Regions from separate parts of the Rattus norvegicus genome. Here region 2 is linked to region 1. The links are chromatin contacts, called in public Hi-C maps. All regions are on one chromosome and are shown on one strand. The core of a region is the stretch at or near the end of the contact, and the rest is flanking DNA. Distances in the headings are between cores, read along the strand shown. Region 1 has its middle 190 kb from the start of Pakap. Region 2 overlaps Pakap (paralemmin A kinase anchor protein).

Evidence for each region. A called contact is a pair of places that touch in the nucleus more often than the background predicts.
Region 2: a Hi-C map of Schwann cells shows a contact between it and region 1, with 9 times the contacts expected there. The contact joins two enhancer-like sites. A contact is called at or near these places in 10 of 12 Hi-C or Micro-C datasets (the A7r5 cell line, the Rat2 cell line, Schwann cells and 6 more) and 1 of 1 datasets of contacts at active chromatin or transcription factors (oligodendrocytes).

What each region holds. Positions count from the first base shown.
Region 1 is chr5:77,207,039-77,210,519 of GRCr8, forward strand. It overlaps a transcript of Pakap not described here. Among named protein-coding and RNA genes, the nearest start is that of Pakap, 190 kb to the right of the region's middle. Within about 2 kb of position 2,178, at least 31 of the 93 cell types and tissues checked have an H3K27ac peak or open chromatin away from gene starts, as enhancers often do. A contact at or near this core is called in Schwann cells, where this site is marked.
Region 2 is chr5:77,438,540-77,442,410 of GRCr8, forward strand. Pakap (paralemmin A kinase anchor protein) reads left to right here. Exons shown (of 5, transcript NM_001309260.1): 5 at 974-3,871. The coding sequence ends at 1,072. Among named protein-coding and RNA genes, the nearest start is that of C5h9orf152, 23 kb to the right of the region's middle. Within about 2 kb of position 1,347, at least 4 of the 93 cell types and tissues checked have an H3K27ac peak or open chromatin away from gene starts, as enhancers often do. A contact at or near this core is called in Schwann cells, where this site is marked.

The sequences.
Region 1 (3,481 bases), core at 928-3,427:
GCATGGATATTTAGCCTGTGTTTCAGTCTGGAAAGGACAGAGAGCTGTCTTTAAATCTCAGATTCAGGACTGGACTGGTGGCTTAGCAGCTATAAGCACTGACTGCTCTTCCAAAAAAAAAAAAAAAAAAAATGGGTTGGCTTTCCAGAATCTACATGGCAGCTTACAGTCTACAACTCCAGTTCCAGGGACTCCTATATCCTCTTTTGTCCTCTGAGGGCACTGCTTGAATGTGGTACACAGACATACATGTGGGCAAAACACATTTACACATAAAAATTTACAAGTAAATAAATGTCAAAATAAATTAACTTCAGTTTAGTGGCACTGCTAATCCAGCTTATTTAATGGAAACTAGCTAACACCTATGCCTAAAACAAGCAGGCGGTTGCACAAATATTCTATCTGTCTGTCTGTCTCATCTCTATCTCTATCTGTCTCTCCCTCACAATTTTCTCTTCTTAACACTGCAATAAAACAATCCCCAATTACTGTGGGAAAGGGCCTCGTATGGTCAAAACCACTCATGGACCTGTTCCCTGCTGCCACTATTGCCACTATTGGGTACAGTTTGGGTTTCATGAAAATGTGAGCATTCCCAAGTGTGGCTGTTGTGTTCAGGCATCTGTCCCCTCACACAAAACCATGTATTGCTGGTCCCAGGTCATGGCCTCTGCAGGAGACCTTCCACGCCCAGGCACCTGTCTTAGTTACAAGCCGAGTTTAGTCTGCCTTAGACTCTGCTGTGGCCGGAATTGTACTGAGGCTTCCCTGTGCTCTCAGCAGGTGATGGAAGTTTCAGGAGATGGGAATGTCAGAGAACAGGGAGGGGACTTCTGGAGTAGACCCAACAATATGAAGATGACAGTGTCCAGGGCATATAGGAAGAAGTGAGCCAAGTAAGGATGTCTATTGTAATAGAGCTGGCTGTGCTGATGACCACCTGTACCCCTATTGAGAAAGCAGAGGCAGGAGGGAGTCAGTGAACAGTGCGCGCGCACACACACACACACACACACACACACACACACACACACATGTATACATATATATGTATATATTACACAGTTTTGGCACACTATGCCCTATAGTTTTTGCATTCTTAATTCTCCAAATCCCAAATCTGAAATGCTCCAAAGCTGGAACCTCCTTAAAGTGTTATCAGAGTACCACAAATGGAGAATTTCATACCAAGGGCCTTTGTTTTATGGACAAAATGATTTAAAATAGTGAATGTGTAAAATTAGCATCAGGCTATGTGAAGGAAGCGTATGTAGAATGTGATTAAGATGCTCAACCCATCTTTGGGGAATCCTCTTACCCATGTTCAAGAATCCCAAACCCTGAAGCCTACAGTAAGCCAGGGGTCATGGCGAATGCCTGTACCACCAGCACTTGGTCCGTGGAGGCAAGAGTATTGGAAGGTCAAGGCCCGCTTGCAACACTGTGAATACAAGGCCACACCAGGCCACGAGAGACTCTGCAAAACAGAAACTGAAATTCAAAATGCTTCAAGCATTTCTGGAAAAGATTTTCAGTCTTAAAACAACAACAACAAACAAACAAACAAACAAACAAAAAAAGAATTTTCAGTCTCCGTCTCTGTCCCAGTACTTGCATTTCAAATGGTCTATCAGGTTGTCTCTGACAGAAGGCTTTGATTAAAAGCTTAAGTCTGTAGATAACTGGTTTTGTTTTGATTTTTCCAGTTCTGGAATGGAAGTCGGGTTCTCACAAACACTGGGCAAGTGTTTCTGCCACCGAGCTACATGTCTAGCACAGTACAGGAGAAATCTTAAGCACCATTGTTTTCCTTTGGCTCTGAACTCACGTGTTAACAAAAACTCTAATTTGGCTTCAGGAGTGCCATTCATTTTGGCTTCGATCCCTACACATGAATCATTTTGCATCTGGAAGTTTCCACTGGGGAGTTCCCGATGTGAGGGAAACTTTATTCCTACAGAGCGTGTGGGATGAAAGTTCCAGAAATCTACACCTTTCTCAGAATAGCATTTTCATCATAATAGTTGTTTCAAAACACCATAATAAATATGGTAAGATAGTGGTCATCTCTGCTGACTTAAAAGGAGAAAACCGAAACCACAGACCAGCGGGCCTCACTGAAAGCCAGTCCATCCCTGAGCCTTTACATGATGTAGCCACTAGGAGGCACTCATGAGTCTGAGCCAGGGCGAGCTGCTTCCACCTCAAAACCCCCAAGCAGCAGCGAAAAACTCTAGAGGGCCTTCTCTCTGGCATTTCAAAGACAGTATATTTCTGTTGTATCTGTGAGCGGGTAAAAATGACAGAAATGTCAGAGAGGCTCCAAGGAGGCCAGCAGTGTTGAGCTGAGATGTGTCTACAGCCTTTGCAGGATGCATTGCTGGGCATTTCGACCACTGGAAGAGAAGCCTGAGTTTGCAGACTGTTCCTCCAGGTGTTTCCGGCTCTGGCCCGATGACGGCGTTGAGAAGCGTCTTAGGTGGGGCTTATTGTCCTTGTAGTGGGAACTCGTGAAGTTGAGACAATTTTAGTCCTTGGGAGATTTTTAAGTTACAGGCTTGAAGTTCAGATTTATGCTCTAACACTTCACCTTAAATCTCCAGAGTGGAGAATGGGCTACCTGCTGTCGAGTGTCGAGGGGCCCTGTGGGTCTTGGACAGTCCGGCTGCTATTGGAACTAGTCTGACAAGAAAGTGTGCTGAGAAGGGAAAAATCCAAGGTCTTGCTGAACAAATACAAATTCTAGACACTGGGCAACCCCATTTATTTCATTATCATTATCATTTAATTAATCATTATTTCTGCTTTGCTCACCCGGGCTCGGAGCTGGGGTTTCGTTACAAGCTTTTCCCCACCTTGCCTGGTGTCTGGTCCCTGAGTCTTGTACAGGGCACCCACAGCTGGGCCACAGCTGGGCCACGAGCCCCCAGCTTCTGAGGCGAGGGGCGGGGCCCAGAGTTTGGCCTCTGAGAACAAGCTACAGAACAATGCCCGGAAGTGTCCGAGTGGGAAACAACCTTGCTGGGCTGAGCCCATTCGGAGGAGCTTCCTGATTGGCTTGATCTGCTCTGTGCAGGAACTCTTAGAATAACTTTGGAATTGTCCCAGCAGAGAGACAAACTTCTCCACAGAAAAAGAACTGTCACCCAGTGATGTCAAACACGGAAAACATGGTTAGGAACACCCAAAAGCTCTGACTAAGTTTCCTTCGGAAAAGTCTATTTGGATTTACCTAGCCGCTTATCTCCTTCCTCCGCCCCCAACTCTAACCCTTTCTGAGGCTCTGGCCCCGGTACAATGAGCATGCCATCTATGCTTTCCGAATGGTCAGCATCCTCCCTTCTAGGGCTCAAATGGCAGAGACCCTGTTTGTCCGGCAGCTCATGGAACCCCCACCCCCACCCCCACATGGTGCACATGGCCACAGGCGGAAAGGGCTCCTTTCTCAAAGCAACTTTCAGCAGTACAGTGTGAGCTC
Region 2 (3,871 bases), core at 97-2,596, 230 kb after region 1:
ACTGTCTCCTGACTGGTCTTCTCTCAGGAGCCCACAGACGTCTGTAATAGACGGGGGAGGGGTGTCCCACCTTCTGGGCGTGAGCCTACCTGGCCTCAATGTTGCCCCCTTTAATTTATTAGTTTAATTTATTAGTAGTGTTCATGACCTCGATGACGCACACACCAGAGCGACGGCGGCTTTTCACTGTCCTAAAAGCTTCCCCGTTCCCTCACTTGGTGGCCGTTTGTGTTTCATTCCACTGTGGTAGATTCTTGTGATATAAATATTTTCCCAGTGTCATGTGGGTTTGCAGACCTGCTGCATCATCAGCTCCACACTGGCCCATGGTTTGACACTCCTTCCCCAACTTTAGTTAAGAGGCAGCTAAGGGGGTCCGTAGTTGTGCTGTTCAAAACGGTGGTTGCTAGCCTCAGGAGGGGAGCTATTTAAATTTAAATTAAAATTCACTAAAATGGAATGTTTCTCAGCTGTCTGACTGCAAACTTCAAAGGCCTACTGGCCACATGTGGAGAGCGGCTGCCATTTTGGGTGGCACAGCGTAACAGGACCGGGCAGCTTGGAGAGAGAGAGTGTGACTTTAGAATATTCAGCTGTGGGATACGGGTGGAACTCAGCTGTAGTGTGTTTGTCCAGCATGCTCAATGCTCCGGGTTCAGCCTCCAGCACTGCAAAGCCAAAACCAAAGACACCTGAGGCAGAGTCAAGTCTCGTTTAAAGAAACTTGTAAACCTGTGAGAGAGAAAAAGGACATTGGAAATCATGCACCAGGTAGTATGTGGATTTTGGCTTTGAAATTAAGTCACCTGTCCCGCCCCTTTGTCCGGTCTCTGCTACTCATCACCTACCCCCAGCAATACGAGAGCCTGTGTCACCGTTGTCAGGGTGTTGAATGAGCGAATAGAGCAGAGGGAAGAAACAGAAGTTGGTTCATGTGGACTCTGTGCTAATTTTCCTCCCCATCTCTTTTCAGGTCCTGGAGGCCACTCGGGTTAATCGAAGGAAGAGTGCTCTGGCCTTGCGCTGGGAGGCAGGGATTTATGCCAACCAGGAGGAGGAGGACAATGAATAAACTTCCTTCAGCCCAGGAAACTCCTTGGCCAAAGAGTTTCCGCAAAGAAACCAAGAAATTATTGAATCAGACGCATTTTAATAGACTACTTATTAAAGTGCATACAAACTCAATAACCCTCATGTAGACCAGAAGCTGCAATACACAATGATAATAAAACAAAACGAAACACAAAAAAGCAAAGCGAAGCGAACAGGAAGTTCACCCATCAAACTCTGAGACGGGGCAGAGGAGAAAGGGTGTCTTTGTGACTCAAAGAAAGCCTTGGCTTTGGACCATTCCACAACTGATCCAAAGGGACACAGACGGGACAAGCAAGTCCACGTAGTTGCTGCAGGCAGAACTGAAGCCAGCCTCGGCTGGGCGTTACGGAGGAGCAAACAGGCCATTCCAAGGCAACCAACAGGCCCCAGCCTGGTGCAGCCTACAGCACACAGGCTACCCCTCCACCAGCTTCCCACCCCTTTCTCCGTCAAGGCATCAGAAGTGTTGGGTTGACTCCATTTTCTCCAGCAGCCATAAAAACAAATGGTGTTCCTTTCCATAGTTGCCCCAAAAGGAGGCAACAAGGATTCGATCTCTCTTATATGTAATCATTTGAAATTGGGAGCACCTAATGGTCACAATATATATAAAGTCTGTATTTTTAAGGCAATATCTCTTCACGTTGCAGACGCAATCTATCCTACAGCAGGAGGTTGAGGACGGTGGGGGAGAGAGCCAAACCAAAAGGGTTATTAGCTTTAGGACCTTGTCTGCTTTTATCGTTGACTGATCAGTTTAGGGAAACACACTTTCACGGTTACGTTTCTTCATATGAAAAGTATATTTAGTGAGCAATGACTATTTTTATGATGGGATGGGGGAACAGGGACACGGGATAAAACCTGTACACATTTGAACGGCTTGGTTCAAGATGGTAGGGGTATTTTTAGAATGGCAATAATTGAAAATAAAAGGGGGCAGACTCTGCCTTCAGGAAGGTAGATGACCAGAAATAAGGTGTTTGTAACTATTTTCTATTTTAAAGTGGGCCTTAGAGGTGGCTGTGGCATAGGATGAGCTGTTTTGGATCTGAGAAAGGCAACCTTAAACGCATGGAGATAGGAAGAGAAAGGGGCGAGAGAGACAAAGAATGGGAAAGGAAGGAAGGAAGGGAGATTATTTTTGCTGAACAACCAGTGTTTTCCAGGACGACAGAGAGAAAAATATAGCATAGAAATTTAAGTACACATGTGGAATCAGCTACAAATCCTAAAGATGGTGTGTATGCCTTTGTGTGCTTGTATAAGGCATGTATGTTGGTGAGTAAATATATGCCAGCGTGGGGTGTGTGTGTGTGTGTGTGTGTGTGTGTGTGTGTGGTGTGTTGACCGTGACACATGGGTGTACAGTATTTCCTCTGTAGCTGCCTGTCGACTTCAGGAGTGAGTGACAGTTTTCTTTTTTTATGAAAAGGCACAGGGAAGACACAGGGCTGATGCAGTATTCCTGATGTCAAGCTGACTGAACTATGGCATTTGCATGAGTGACAGTCGTGAAGTTTCCAGCAGTTTTGTATTGATAATTTGACATTTAGTACACACCCTATTTATTCTCATGCTTTCTGTCCGTGCCTCGTGTACCACAGAGGACACCGGCTTCATTCTTTCTGTCATTTCAAGCAATATGATAAGGACGTTCACTAATCGGGTGCCCTGAGTTTCTGAATGAGAAAATGTTTCATTTCTGGCCAGGAAGGGGAGGTGGGAGGAGGGGGAGAAGGCATGGAAGGGGAAGGAGGAAGAAAAAGAAGAACTAACCAGCCTTCATTATTTTTCCTTTATTTTTAAGCTATTTCTTACAAGCAATAATTAAATCATACCTTGCTAAAATTCATTTTTGTTTTTATGTTATTATGTTATAAGATCTAATATGTTATTCTAATGAGTAGCGACTCCACAATACTTATATGCACACTCCACACACTATCTTGGCTTTTTTGTTTTGTTTTGTTTTGTTTTCTTTAAATTAGGCTAGTGTGACTTTAGGGAAAAGCTTACTCACTAGTAAGTAGTGGGCACAGGTAAAAAGATGGAGTTGTCTCATGGCTTATAGGGATGCTTAAAAACTACCAAGGGAACGTGTAACTCCAAGACAGATTCTGCAGTCGCTAGCCAAAATCGTACGCCGGAAGTGCGCGCCGTCTTTAGATGGTTCATTCTTTTAGACATAATGTTATTAAAAATGCTAGCCACTGAGGACAGAAAGCAAAGGCAGAGAACTGTGCTGCAAGGAATTTGCTCTTCAGTAAGGGAGGTGGGCCCAGAAGCAAATGTTCCGGAACAGAACGTGACATCCATGCCAGATTAGAAGTCCTGCTAGGTAGATGGGCACACGGGAGAAGGGCCATTTTTGTCGAAGGACTTCCCGCCGGAGGCTGTTTACACGGTGAGATGAAGGCTCCTTCCTTAGGGACACACAGGAATCAGGACTCGTGGGGGGCGGGGAGGAGAGGGGTAGCTGCAGTGTCCTGGGACCTCCGCCCCACTCTGGAGAGCAGGGTAGTACTGTGAGTGCTACAGAAAGCAAGCTCCTTCATGATTTCTGGTATGTGCTAGCGACTGTGGAAGCATCACAGACCAACTCGCCCATTTTTCACAAAGGGAAACCGTCCCCTTGGCTTCCTTAAATTTCTTGTCCTGTTTAGAAGGGAAATGTGGACCCTCGTGGAGGGTACACTGAGGAAAGACTTGGCAGCCAGAGCCCACGCACTCCTTGGAGTTCCTTCGGTAGCAGATGAAGTGGTCTTTTGACTGC